Linked DNA regions of Sus scrofa: all the other regions are linked to region 2. A link is a contact called in public Hi-C and HiChIP or PLAC-seq data. All regions are on one chromosome and are shown on one strand. Each heading gives the region's core, a stretch centred on a gene start, on an enhancer-like site or on the middle of the called end of the contact. The rest is flanking DNA. Distances are from core to core; before and after follow the strand shown.

Region 1 (3,766 bases), core at 392-2,891, 74 kb before region 2:
TGTTAGCAGTAAGTGTGTGTCTTCTATTTCTGGATGTTCTCTGTGGTGCTGGTATAGGGCCTTACACATTGTGGGGAAGTCAATACATGTTTATACCTGTCTACGCTGATTTGGCAAGGTAATTGAGGAAGCCCAGTATGCATTCAGGACATTTTTATGATACAGGAAAGCATCCTGACACATTGATTTGGAAATAGATGTGATTCATGCTTATTAATGATGGTTCTTTCTTCTTATTTTTATGAACCAGTTATCTCAGATAATCTTAGGGTTTAAAATTACATTATTAGGTTACTGGCATTGTGCGGGTAGTAGCATTTTAGATACGATATTAAATATTTTTCTGGCCATGTTAATAATGTGGGTTCTTTGAGTTAGGTCTTATATTTTCTCATAGGCAGATGACTACAGAAAATAGATGGAGAGAGCTGAGCTTTTTACTGGGGTATTATTCATCATCAGAAATGTTGTGGAAAAATTAACTTTTTTTTAAAGTGTTATTCGATGATATAAGCACAAAGAAATAAAACAGTTGGTGGTAATATTAGAAGTATGAAAAAAGCTGTGTTGTGTGGATGTGGTTAGACTATAGAGCTCAGTTTGAGAGGAAGTCATAGAGGGAATTACTACAAAGTTAGTGAAAATTGTCTTATTTTATGAATAGAGACCATATCTCCTTTAGCCCTCCACTAGGAAATTGGGTAATGATTTTGAATATCTAGTTTTAACATTGTAAATGTTGGTGTTATGCCATGAATATGTCTTAACCTTTATTGTATATACATTTTTACATTAGGTGAGAAATTCATCCACGCTTCTCTTCAGTACCTTGATCACAAGGATATTTGGAGTTAAAAAGGGAAAGGATGAACTTTCCAAAAAAAATAGGTAAGCTTCATCTAATGCTAACTTCCCTTTTTACAAAATATTGTCGTGGCCAAAAATAATTTTTGGAATTTCACTTACTTTTATAGATTCCTCTAGAGTATATAACTATAAAAACACTATAGTAAATTAATCTATGCTGCCAAGTTCTAAACCCTTGGGTAAAAATATCTACTGTTTAAATAAGTGGACCTTTCAGAGCAACAAAAATATAGCAAGGTAGCAAGGACTTGAAATGTAGAGCTCGTTTCCCAGTGCAACAGCTAAAGTTTTGTTGATTTGCATCTTCTTCGAGTATTCCCGAGATGTCTTAAATTGCTTTTTCTTGATATGTCATCAAGTACTGGCTCGTGCCATATTGTTGCTTTTATAGTAACTGGAAGTTTAAATGTTTATGATGTGCTCATCAGAACACGCCCCAGATTACATTGCATTAAGCTCTCACCAAGGTGAGCAGTTGCAAATGTTGGCCACACGGGATAAACAGTGCTTGTTTACTTTTAGGTCTTTGTTGTGTTTGTTCCCTAAGAGGTTTTTCTGTTAAGGTTTTTTTTTTTAAATGTCTGGAAAAAAACTTACTGAAACACTTTGATTATGAGGAATTTTTAGATACAATGCATAAGTTCTGTTTGGTGGTTTTTAAAGAGAAGCTTTGAATAGTTTCTTTAGTACTTAGGCTGGTTTTAATGGTAGTCTAGTGGCTTGCATGAGTTAACACTAGATGTCACTGTCGCTGCATGCTTAATTACTTTTAACTTCAGGATCTGATTTGGCCCAGTGGTCTTCCTCTGGATGAACTAGAGATAAATCAAGCTCCATTCCTCTCCTACCTAAAAAAGTGGATGATCGCACTTTTAATTTCAGTTTTAATCTGTTGTTTATTAAAATATGTATTCTTGGCAGTTCCTGTTGTGGTTCAGCAGTAATGAATCCAACCGATAACCATGAAGATGCTGGTTTGATCCTTGGCCTCACTTAGTGGGTTAAGGATCTGGCATTGCCATGAGCTGTGGTGGAGGTCACAGACGCAGCTTGGATCTGGCATGGCTGTGGCTGTGGTGTAAGCCAGCAGTCGCAGCTCTGATTCAACCCCTACCCTGGGATCTTCCATGCGCCACATTTGCAGCCCTAAAAAGCATATATATATATATATATATATATTCTTATGATGGAACTAGGTCTTAGGAATTAGAAAATATCATGAAATAATTTTGTAATACACTATAAGTAATTCTGGTGAAACCTTCTGGTAGTTCTGAATTGTCATTTAAATTGCTACATATCACCCTATAAAATTCAATAAATATTTAAATGGAAAGCAGTTGGCTATAAATGTGTGAATCCCTTGAGTATATTAAGGAAAGGCTAGAGAAGTTTTTTTTTTTTTCAGCTGAGTTGTATTTTTCATAACGATCACATTATTCCTTTGAAAGGATGATTAGTAAAAAGATGATTTTTACTATTTAGCTGATTCCTAAATAAATTCTTCCTGTCACTAGGTTGAAATCGCTGATATGTGTTTCTTTTTAGGTTTGTTTATTTTGTTAATAATTCAGTTGTGCTAAGGTTTAAAACAGTTTGGTCATATTATAATGTAAGGCCATGATAAGTAGTGTAAATAAAATACGGTATGAGGTTTATCAAGCAAGTGAAATTGATGTTTAAAGCTGAATTCAAAAAATGAAGAAATGCTTTTTTTCTCTTTTACTTTTTATGAAGAGAATGATTCTTGGATGTGTATACAAGTTTTACTATGTACAGGAGAAAATGATCAGATTCATTTTGCATAGGTTACATCTGAAACAGGGTGGAAGAGTAGCACATAAAAGCACATAGTCCTAGTCTCTTTGCCACAGCATGCTTATGGCAACCCCATTATAACTTCATTCCTCTCAAATAAGGAAGGTTACAAAATATATAGCTTTCCTAGAAAGAGGGAAATGGAATAGTCACGTAATTGTTTTGAGTAAAAGCTAAAAAGTGAAATGAAGGCATTAAGAAGTTAATTTTTTAATGTGATGAGCATCTTTGGTAAGAGTTTTTATTTCAGTAATCTGAAGGTTGGTATATCTCATTACATAGACAATGCTTTTATTCTCTGTTTAATCCTTAAAGGGTATATTTCTTGGCAGCATCCACTGGATTTGCTTTGCGAAACTTTGAGTGTCTTACACTTGCCATTATTTGTTATGGTTCTTTTAGCTGTAGTTTATTTAATTATGCCACTTTTGGTCAAAATGTTTATATACCTGTCCCCTACAATATTAACTCCCTGAGGGTGGAGCCTTTTCCTTCTAGTCTGTGTATATATGGTGGGCACTGTAAGAATGCTAGTGATAATGATGCCTTGTTGACTGGTTCCTCAACCACTGAATAACTAAACTCAGCTGATGACACCGCCTAGGTCAGTGGAGTCTACGTTCACAGCCACAGATGGTTCTGCACACAGTCTTGCAAATATGTGCTCTTGATCAGAAGGGAACTAGACATAAAAAGAACATCTGCCTTTCCCATCTAGTGGGGGAGAAAAAGGTCTATCTTGGAGTAAACAGACTTGGTTTCTAAGCATTTTGCTGCCCCTGGAGATGACCTTAATAGACTCCCTTATCCGCTCTGCTCTTCAATTTCTCCATCTATAGAACAGGAATAATAAGATCTGTTCTGTACTAAGAGGGCTATAGGGAGGATAAAACAAAGTTTTAACAGTTCATTTTCCTGAAAAATATTGGAAGTCCTGTGCCATTAGAGATACATAGTTTGCTTTTTCTGTTACCACTTCTAGTATTTTACCCATCCCATTGTCTTACAGTTACACTGTGCTTTTGGAGTACTGGGTCAGTATCTTATCCTTTCTTTTTTACACCTGGTGCCTAGCATAGTG
Region 2 (3,585 bases), core at 422-2,921:
CCGTGTGGCTCAGCAGGTTAAGCATCTGACTAGTATCCCTGAGGATTTGGGTTCAGTCCCTGGCCTCGCTCAGTGGGTTAAAGATCTGGTGTTGCCATGAGCTGTGGTGTGGGTCACAGACCCGGCTCAGCTCCCAAGTTGCTGTGGCTGTGGTGTATGCTGGCAGCTGCAGCTCCGATTCCACCCCTAGCTTGGGAACCTCCATAAGATGTGGCCCTACAAAGAAAAAAAAAAAAATGGGGAAATCTCTAGCTGCCTACCATAGCCTTCGCCTTCAGTGACTTTCCTACCATGATGTAAGGGGAGCTCTTTTCCATCCTGAAAGTGTGTCCTGTTTGACCCATCCCATGACTGTCCCAGGAGGAAAGGACACAAGGCCTTGACTTCCCTTCACCTCTCTCTCTTCTCTCCCTACTTGCTCCAACCTGCCCTCTTCCCCATGATGAAATTCTGCTTGGATCATTACATTTGTACAGAAATTCTATCTGTACATTTATTATCATATTAAGATAAATGTCAGTGATAGCTCTGGAGTGTTAGAAACAACTCGGTCTTAGGGCTTTGTCTCTCCACATGCTAAGCCAAAATGCACCTAATGGCTCAGATCTTACTGGTAGTTTTTTTCTTGGACGACTGATTAACTTTGGAAAAAACAAGAGGCCATCTCTTTCCCCCACGGAGTCTGCTACCTTCTGAGCCTCCCCATTCTTGTCTTGGCATCTAAGGCACTTGTATAAGTTGAGTGAGTTTTTTTTTTTTTTTTTTTTTTTGTCTTTTTTGTCTTTTTGCCATTTCTAGGGCCGCTCCCGCGGCACATGGAGGTTCCCAGGCTAGGGGTTGAATCGGAGCTGTAGCCACCGGCCTATGCCAGAGCCACAGCAACGAGGGATCCGAGCTGCATCTGCAACCTACACCACAGCTCACGGCAACGCCGGATCCTTAACCCACTGAGCAAGGCCAGGGATCGAACCCCAAACCTCGTGGTTCCTAGTCGGATTCGATAACCACTGCGCCACGACGGGAACTCCCTTGAATAACTTTTTTTTGTTTTGTTTTGATTTTTGAGCCACACCCGTGGCATATGGAGGTTCCCAGGCTAGGGGTTGAATCGGAGCTGTCGCCGCTGGCCTACGCCACAGCCATAGCAACACAGGATCTAAACCGCTTCTGCAACTTACACCACAGCTTATGGCAACAGCAACACCAGATTCCCCCACCCACTGAGTGCGGGCAGGGATCGAGCCTGCATCATCCTGGATACACATCGGATTCCGTTTCTGCTGTGCCGCAGCGAGAACTCCCAAGTTCCTTTTTGTAATGGGATGAAAGATGGTGAAGTCTTGGGAGTTCTAGTCAAGAACTTATTTAAGCTGGGACTTAGCATATCGGGCTTTCCTTTCAAATAAAACTCCACCTGTGAAAGCTCTCAAGTGCCCACTTTCAACAAAAATGGTTGTGGACTCTCAGGTTCTGAGTGTTTACAAAAAAGGCAAGAGGCCCTAGGTGACCTGCCTTTCCAATGACCTTTGTCGAATCTCAAAATACCACTTCTCTGTGACTTTCACTTACTTAAGAACTGGCTTCTCATCAAGCTCTTTGGCTGTGAGTCAGCCCCAGAGGCAAGGATTTGGTAACTTGAGGGCCCACGTCTTATTCTCCTGGCAGTAAGTTCAGAGCGAGTACTCTACCGTTGGTGGCATGCCCCAGTCTGGCCTGACTTCTCAGCCTTAAGGTCCACTGTTATTCATGAGCCTCTGCTGAAATCAGACACGTTTACCTCGAGCATTTCCGACGCTGCTGTACGCAACTGTCCCTGCTTGAAATAGCTGCCTGGCCTCTCGTGGCTTCCTTGAATCACACTCGCTTTCCTGAGTTCCATCCTTCTCAACATGATCACCCACCGTTTCATCCTTCTGTAGCCATCACAGTAAGATCATTTGCCTGTCATTTTTAGTTGGCTTTTCTTTTTTTCTTTTTTTTTTTTCTTTTGTCTTTTGTCGTTTTTAGGGCTGCACCCATGGCATGTGGAGGTTCCCAGGCTAGGGGTCTAATGAGAGCTGTCGCCCTGGCCTACACCAGATCCACAGCAATGCCAGATCCACAGCTCACGGCAACGCTGGATCCTCAAACCACTGAGCAAGGCCAGGGACTGAACCCTCAACCTCATGGTTCCTAGTTAGATTCATCTCTGCAGCACCACCACGGGAACTCCTTAGTTGGCTTTTCAAATGTACTTCTCATCTTGTCAACCAGAGTATAGGCTCCTCAGAGACAACAGTGACAATCTTATTTCTCATGACACTTATCATAGCACATTTTTTCATTATGAGAGCCTAGAAAATAGCTGTTTGATTGTTAAGGAGCAGCTAGCTAGCTATCTTATTCCCAAATCCTATCTGTATTTTTCCCTGAGATAGAATCATAGATTATCAATGGTGTTTATGAGCAAAGCAAAGTCACCTGTAGAATTGACATTTTAAAAGTCATTTGGAGTAAGGAAAGTATGAAAAAACATCATTTGGAATGGGGAGCAACTCCTCCCCTCACCCTGCCCTTGGGTATTTCAGGCAGACTGAGACAGAACCTCAACACGTGCAAAGGTGCGGATGTGGAAGTGAGTGTTGAATGGCCTTGTGTTTTTATATCTTCCCAGATGTGGTTGTTCACCTGTTTACCGCTCCCGTGAAATGGCAGCTCGTGCCTTGGTCCCATTTGTTATGATGGACGAAATCCCTGCTACCATCCGAAGTCTGTTGGCCAAACTCCCTGACTGCACTGACCAATGTTTCCGGCAAAACCATATTCATGGGACACTTCTCCAGGTAAGGAAAGTCACTTTTTGTGACTTCTGTCAAACACTAATGAACTTTGGTACAGTTAGCAGGTGCAGATTTGATATGCTTTTAACTTTATCCATAGAACTTTTTTCTCTTGTTGAAAGAACAAGTATTTCTTGGGTGTGCTTTTTTCATTATTTGCAATGCAGTAGCAGATCGTCTTTTATATTGCAACCTAAGCTTTCTACAACATGCTTTTCCACTTGGTCTTCCTCTCTAAACCAGATGAAGTCTTTTTCATCGAGGATGCCTGCAGAACATTCTGGGCCACTCCCTGTTCAGGGTGAAGTTGTGAGTGTTCCTTGATACACATCAGGGAGGGTTTGCCCTGCAGCATGACACTGCAGTACATGAATTACCAAACCCTATTTTCCTGTTTTCTCTGTGCTACAGAGGAGACTTTTCTTTTGAATAAACACACAAATTTATTTATTGCTTTTAACTTAGCATTCCTCCTAGAAATGTTACAGCAGATGATTAAGAAATAAGCTTCTTATTGAAACAATCCTTTTTATTTTGTTTCTTTTTATGGCCTCACCTGTATATGGAGGTTCCCAGGCTAGAGGGTGAATCAGAGCTGCAGCTGCTGGCCTGTGCCACAGCCACAGCAACACTGGATCCAAGCTTCATCTGCGACCTGCGCCGAAGCTTGTGGCAACACCAGATCCTTACCCACTGAGCAAGGCCAGGGATCAAACCCACATCCTCATAGACAAACTGTCTTTTTTAAACCCTAGCTGTAAACATG
Region 3 (3,733 bases), core at 1,022-3,521, 84 kb after region 2:
ACCAGCAGTATATGAGAGGTCCAGTTATCCTGCATCCTCATTGAAACTTGGAATTGCCCCTCTTGTTGATTATAGCCATCCTGGTAGATGTGTAGTGGTGTGTTATTATGATTTAAATTTTCATTTCCCTAGTGACCAGTTGTATTGAGTATCTTTTCATGTGCCATGGTTGCAATATACATATCTTTTTTTGGTAAAGTGTCTGTTCAGATTTCTTGCACGTTTTCTTTTTAATTGGATGTTTTTAATTATTGAGTTGTAAAAGTTTTTTGTTCTGGATACAAATATTTTATACAGATAAATAGTCATTAAATATTTTTTACCTATCTGTTGCTTGTCTTTTTTCTTTTCTTTAATTTATTTTTTATTGTTATTTCCCCCAACTCACTTTTTTTTTTTCCACTGTACAGCATGGGGACCCAGTTACACATACATGTACACATAGTTTTTTCTCCCATTGTCGTGCTCCATTGTAAGTATCTAGACGTAGTTTTCAGTGCTACACAGCAGGTCTTTTTTCTTAACAATGTCTTTTGAAGAGCTTATGTTTTTAATTTTGATGAAGTCCGATTTATCAGTTTTTCCTTTGTCTTTTATGCTTTTTTTTTTTTTTTTTTTGCTGCGCCTGAGGCATGTGGAGGTTTCTGGGCCGGGGTCAAACCTGTGCCACAGCAATGACAACGCCAGATCCTTCAACCACTAGGCCACCTGAGAACTCCTGTTTTATGCCTTTTGTGCCCTAGTAAAGAAGTCTTTGCCTATCCCAAGGTCACAAAGACAGTCTCTCAGGTTTTCTTCTGAAGTTTGATTTTTAAAGTTTTACGTTTAGATCTGTGATCCACTTTGGGCTAATGTTCATGTATGTCATGAGATAAGGTTGAAGTTTTTCTTTTTTTTTTTTTTTCTTTGTCTTTTTAGGGCCTCACCCATGGCATATGGAGGTTCCTAGGCTAAGGGTCAGATTGGAGCTGCAGCTGCCAGCCTACGCCACAGCCACAGCAACGCAGGATCTGAGCCACATCTTCGACCTACACTACAGCTCTCAGCAACACCGGATCCTTAACCTACTGAGCAAGGCCAGGGATTAAACTTGTTAAACTTGCGTCCTAAGGGATGCTAGTCAGATTCATTTCCACTGAGCCACAATGGGAACTCCTGAAGTTCTTTTTGTTATTTTTCATATGAATATCCAATCGTTCTGACTCAGCAAGACCTCTGGGCTCTGGGTTCTCCCTGTCTGTGCCGGGAGGGAAGGTGCCCCTGCTTAGTAGTCTGGGGCAACTAGAAGTCTCACCTTATGTGTTGCTTTCTTCTCTCGGGGGCCATGGTCCTGGACTGCCCATGTCTGATGTTTAAAAACAATAATTTCACACGTTTGTCTAGTTTATAGCTGTTAGTTGTTTATGGCAAAGGGCAATTCCTATAGTGGTTAAACTTGCATGGGCTAAAAGAACTATCACCTTCATCACTTTGCTTTGAAACTTCTTGGTTCCTCAGTTGTAAAGTGGGGATGGTACCCTCAGAGCATTGGGGTAAAGGTCACCTGAAAGAAAGAGAAAAAAAAAAAAACTGTGAAAACCCCATGGAAAGTAACATTATAAGAAAGAAAAAATCTAGCATAGGAAGACAAGCAGGTATTAGGAAGTAAAATTGGTACCAAAACGAATGGTCGGTCATCTCATCAGAACTTCTGCTGGTCCCATGGCCAGCTACGCTTACTCCCAGGCTCTCCTCCAGTGCCCATCTGGCAGAATGTACTTGATGGCACACTAAACCGCATGCCAGTGCAACCAGATTCTGTTGGATTTGCCAGCTGTAGATTGTACCTTGTGGCGTCATTCCCACATTGATGTAGGCCAGTGGCACCAGAAACCTCTTCAGTCTTAGAGACTGTTTCTTCCAGAACTATAAACTGTAGCGCTGGCAAGACACTGAGATCAGCAGTCCTAGCCACTCATTACAGGTGCGTCGGCAGAGGTAAGCCCCACTTATTTAAAAGAATCTTCCCAGCCACTGAGACTCTCAAAAAGGTTTCACACCGTATCTCATTGCCGAAGGGCAAAAGGGAAGCCCCAGATCCTTTGTGGGGAAGAGGTTAAATGAAATGGGGGGGTGTCTAAGCTGTGATGATACAGAAGTTGCTGATTTCTCAATCTTGTCCTTGGGAGCAATTCGCTGACAAAGAACCCAAAGCAGTGTATGCTAAGAAGTAATTTTATGTTTGTGTCTTCGGGTTGTCATGTGTTTATCCACAAGTATTTCCTGACTTCCTCCCTGTGTTGGGCAGAGGCAAGGATGGGATGGTGGGTGGAGGCAAGAAGTGAAAACTGCTGGTCCCACCCAGGGCCTGGTGAGCTCATTTTTAGCCTACCCAAATCCCTTCAGAACTCTTCGGACTCCATCTCCCAAGCCACAGGGACTGTTGTTATTTTTGGGTTGACCAAGTAGTCTTCAAATAGTATTTTCAGAAGCTCATCCTCCTTCCTCAAGAGCAGATAAGGCGTTTGGTGCCTAAAAAAGTACTTGGAGAATCTGCTGGGGCAGGGGAAGGAGGGAGTGTTTTCAGAGGGATGTGTGTGTCGGGGCCATGCCCGTACGCAGGGCAGAAGGGGTTCAGAGACCCAGAAAGTAGGCAAGACGTAAACAGCCGGCACCCGTTCAGGGTGCTTCTCAAGACGGAGCGAGTCTCCAAACGCTTCCGCCAGGTCCTTCTCCTTGTCTGTGACTGGAAGGGCCCTTCAGGTCAGGATTACTGTTCACCAGGAGGAGCAGAGGATTAAGTAGAAGAATTGGAATTTCCCTTCGATAAGGAGAAGCCAAGATGTATTAAATCACTCGATTTGTGGTGTTGTTGTTGTTGTAGTTCCTATGGTTTCCTCTCCTCTCCAAACATAATTGTGTTTTTTTTTTATACTGAGAAATTGCATAACAGACCATTAACAGCACAGAGTGTACAAACTATCATCTCTGATTATTTTTAGAACCAGTTTATCAACTGGTCCAGATAAGAACATTTGTTGGGTCTGATTACCAGATCTCTCTGACCAGAGCTCCAGTTCTTTGAAATAGAAAAAGCTGACCGTCTCACTGTGCCTTAAAAGTAAAATCCACTTTGTATTCTCTCACTTTTTTTAAGGAGAGTAAAGGGGTGGGGGTGGGGGGGGCTTCTACAGACGTTTCCTGATCGAGCGGGATCGGAGAATTCCGAGTCATTACCATATGTGAGAGAGAAATTCATTCATTCATTCATTTGTCCGAAACTTCTACAGACGTTTCCTGATCTAGCGGGATCAGAGAATTCTGAGTCATTACCATATGCGAGAGAGAAATTCATTCATTTGTTCACTCAATCATTCAAGGAGACAGCACAGGAAAGGTAGAATCAAGAACCTGCCTCTGAGGCTCAATGGCAAGCGACCACCAGAGTGGCACGGTCCATACCCTGGCCATTTATACAGCGTCCCCAGTGTGGCAGTGAAACTGTTTTTTTCTGTTTGATTGGCCTCTTTCTAAGTAGAACAATTTTGCTGTGATTACTGGGGTTTTAGCTTCTCCCATAACGGTCTCTGCGGGGGCCAAGAAAACAGTGTCCCTCGGGGCCTGTACACCAACTCCCTCTGGCCCCATTAATTTTGGCCAGTTCAGCACAAAGCAATGAGGCTATCTTGGTTTGTGACATAACCAGCGAAGGCCAGGAACTGTATACTATTCAGGAGCCTCTTGGTTGAGCCCT

The links. A called contact is a pair of places that touch in the nucleus more often than the background predicts. HiChIP or PLAC-seq counts read pairs in DNA pulled down with a chosen protein or histone mark.
Region 1: a Hi-C map of skeletal muscle shows a contact between it and region 2, with 2.8 times the contacts expected there. The contact joins two enhancer-like sites. A contact is called at or near these places in 6 of 47 Hi-C or Micro-C datasets (alveolar macrophages, embryonic fibroblasts, omental adipose tissue and 3 more) and 2 of 2 datasets of contacts at active chromatin or transcription factors (alveolar macrophages and skeletal muscle).
Region 3: a contact with region 2 is called in an H3K27ac HiChIP or PLAC-seq map of alveolar macrophages. The contact joins two enhancer-like sites. A contact is called at or near these places in 5 of 47 Hi-C or Micro-C datasets (alveolar macrophages, liver, retroperitoneal adipose tissue and 1 more) and 2 of 2 datasets of contacts at active chromatin or transcription factors (alveolar macrophages and skeletal muscle).

What each region holds. Positions count from the first base shown.
Region 1 is chr3:96,971,185-96,974,950 of Sscrofa11.1, forward strand. It overlaps THADA (thyroid adenoma-associated protein), which reads left to right. Exons shown (of 40, transcript XM_021088406.1): 28 at 797-888. Among named protein-coding and RNA genes, the nearest start is that of THADA, 100 kb to the left of the region's middle. Within about 2 kb of position 1,642, at least 5 of the 83 cell types and tissues checked have an H3K27ac peak or open chromatin away from gene starts, as enhancers often do. A contact at or near this core is called in alveolar macrophages and skeletal muscle, where this site is marked.
Region 2 is chr3:97,045,275-97,048,859 of Sscrofa11.1, forward strand. It overlaps THADA (thyroid adenoma-associated protein), which reads left to right. Exons shown (of 40, transcript XM_021088406.1): 31 at 2,654-2,822. Among named protein-coding and RNA genes, the nearest start is that of ZFP36L2, 150 kb to the right of the region's middle. Within about 2 kb of position 1,672, at least 15 of the 83 cell types and tissues checked have an H3K27ac peak or open chromatin away from gene starts, as enhancers often do. A contact at or near this core is called in alveolar macrophages, retroperitoneal adipose tissue, skeletal muscle and 1 more, where this site is marked.
Region 3 is chr3:97,129,125-97,132,857 of Sscrofa11.1, forward strand. All of the region lies in intron 33 of THADA (thyroid adenoma-associated protein), which reads left to right. Among named protein-coding and RNA genes, the nearest start is that of ZFP36L2, 69 kb to the right of the region's middle. Within about 2 kb of position 2,272, at least 31 of the 83 cell types and tissues checked have an H3K27ac peak or open chromatin away from gene starts, as enhancers often do. A contact at or near this core is called in alveolar macrophages, retroperitoneal adipose tissue, skeletal muscle and 1 more, where this site is marked.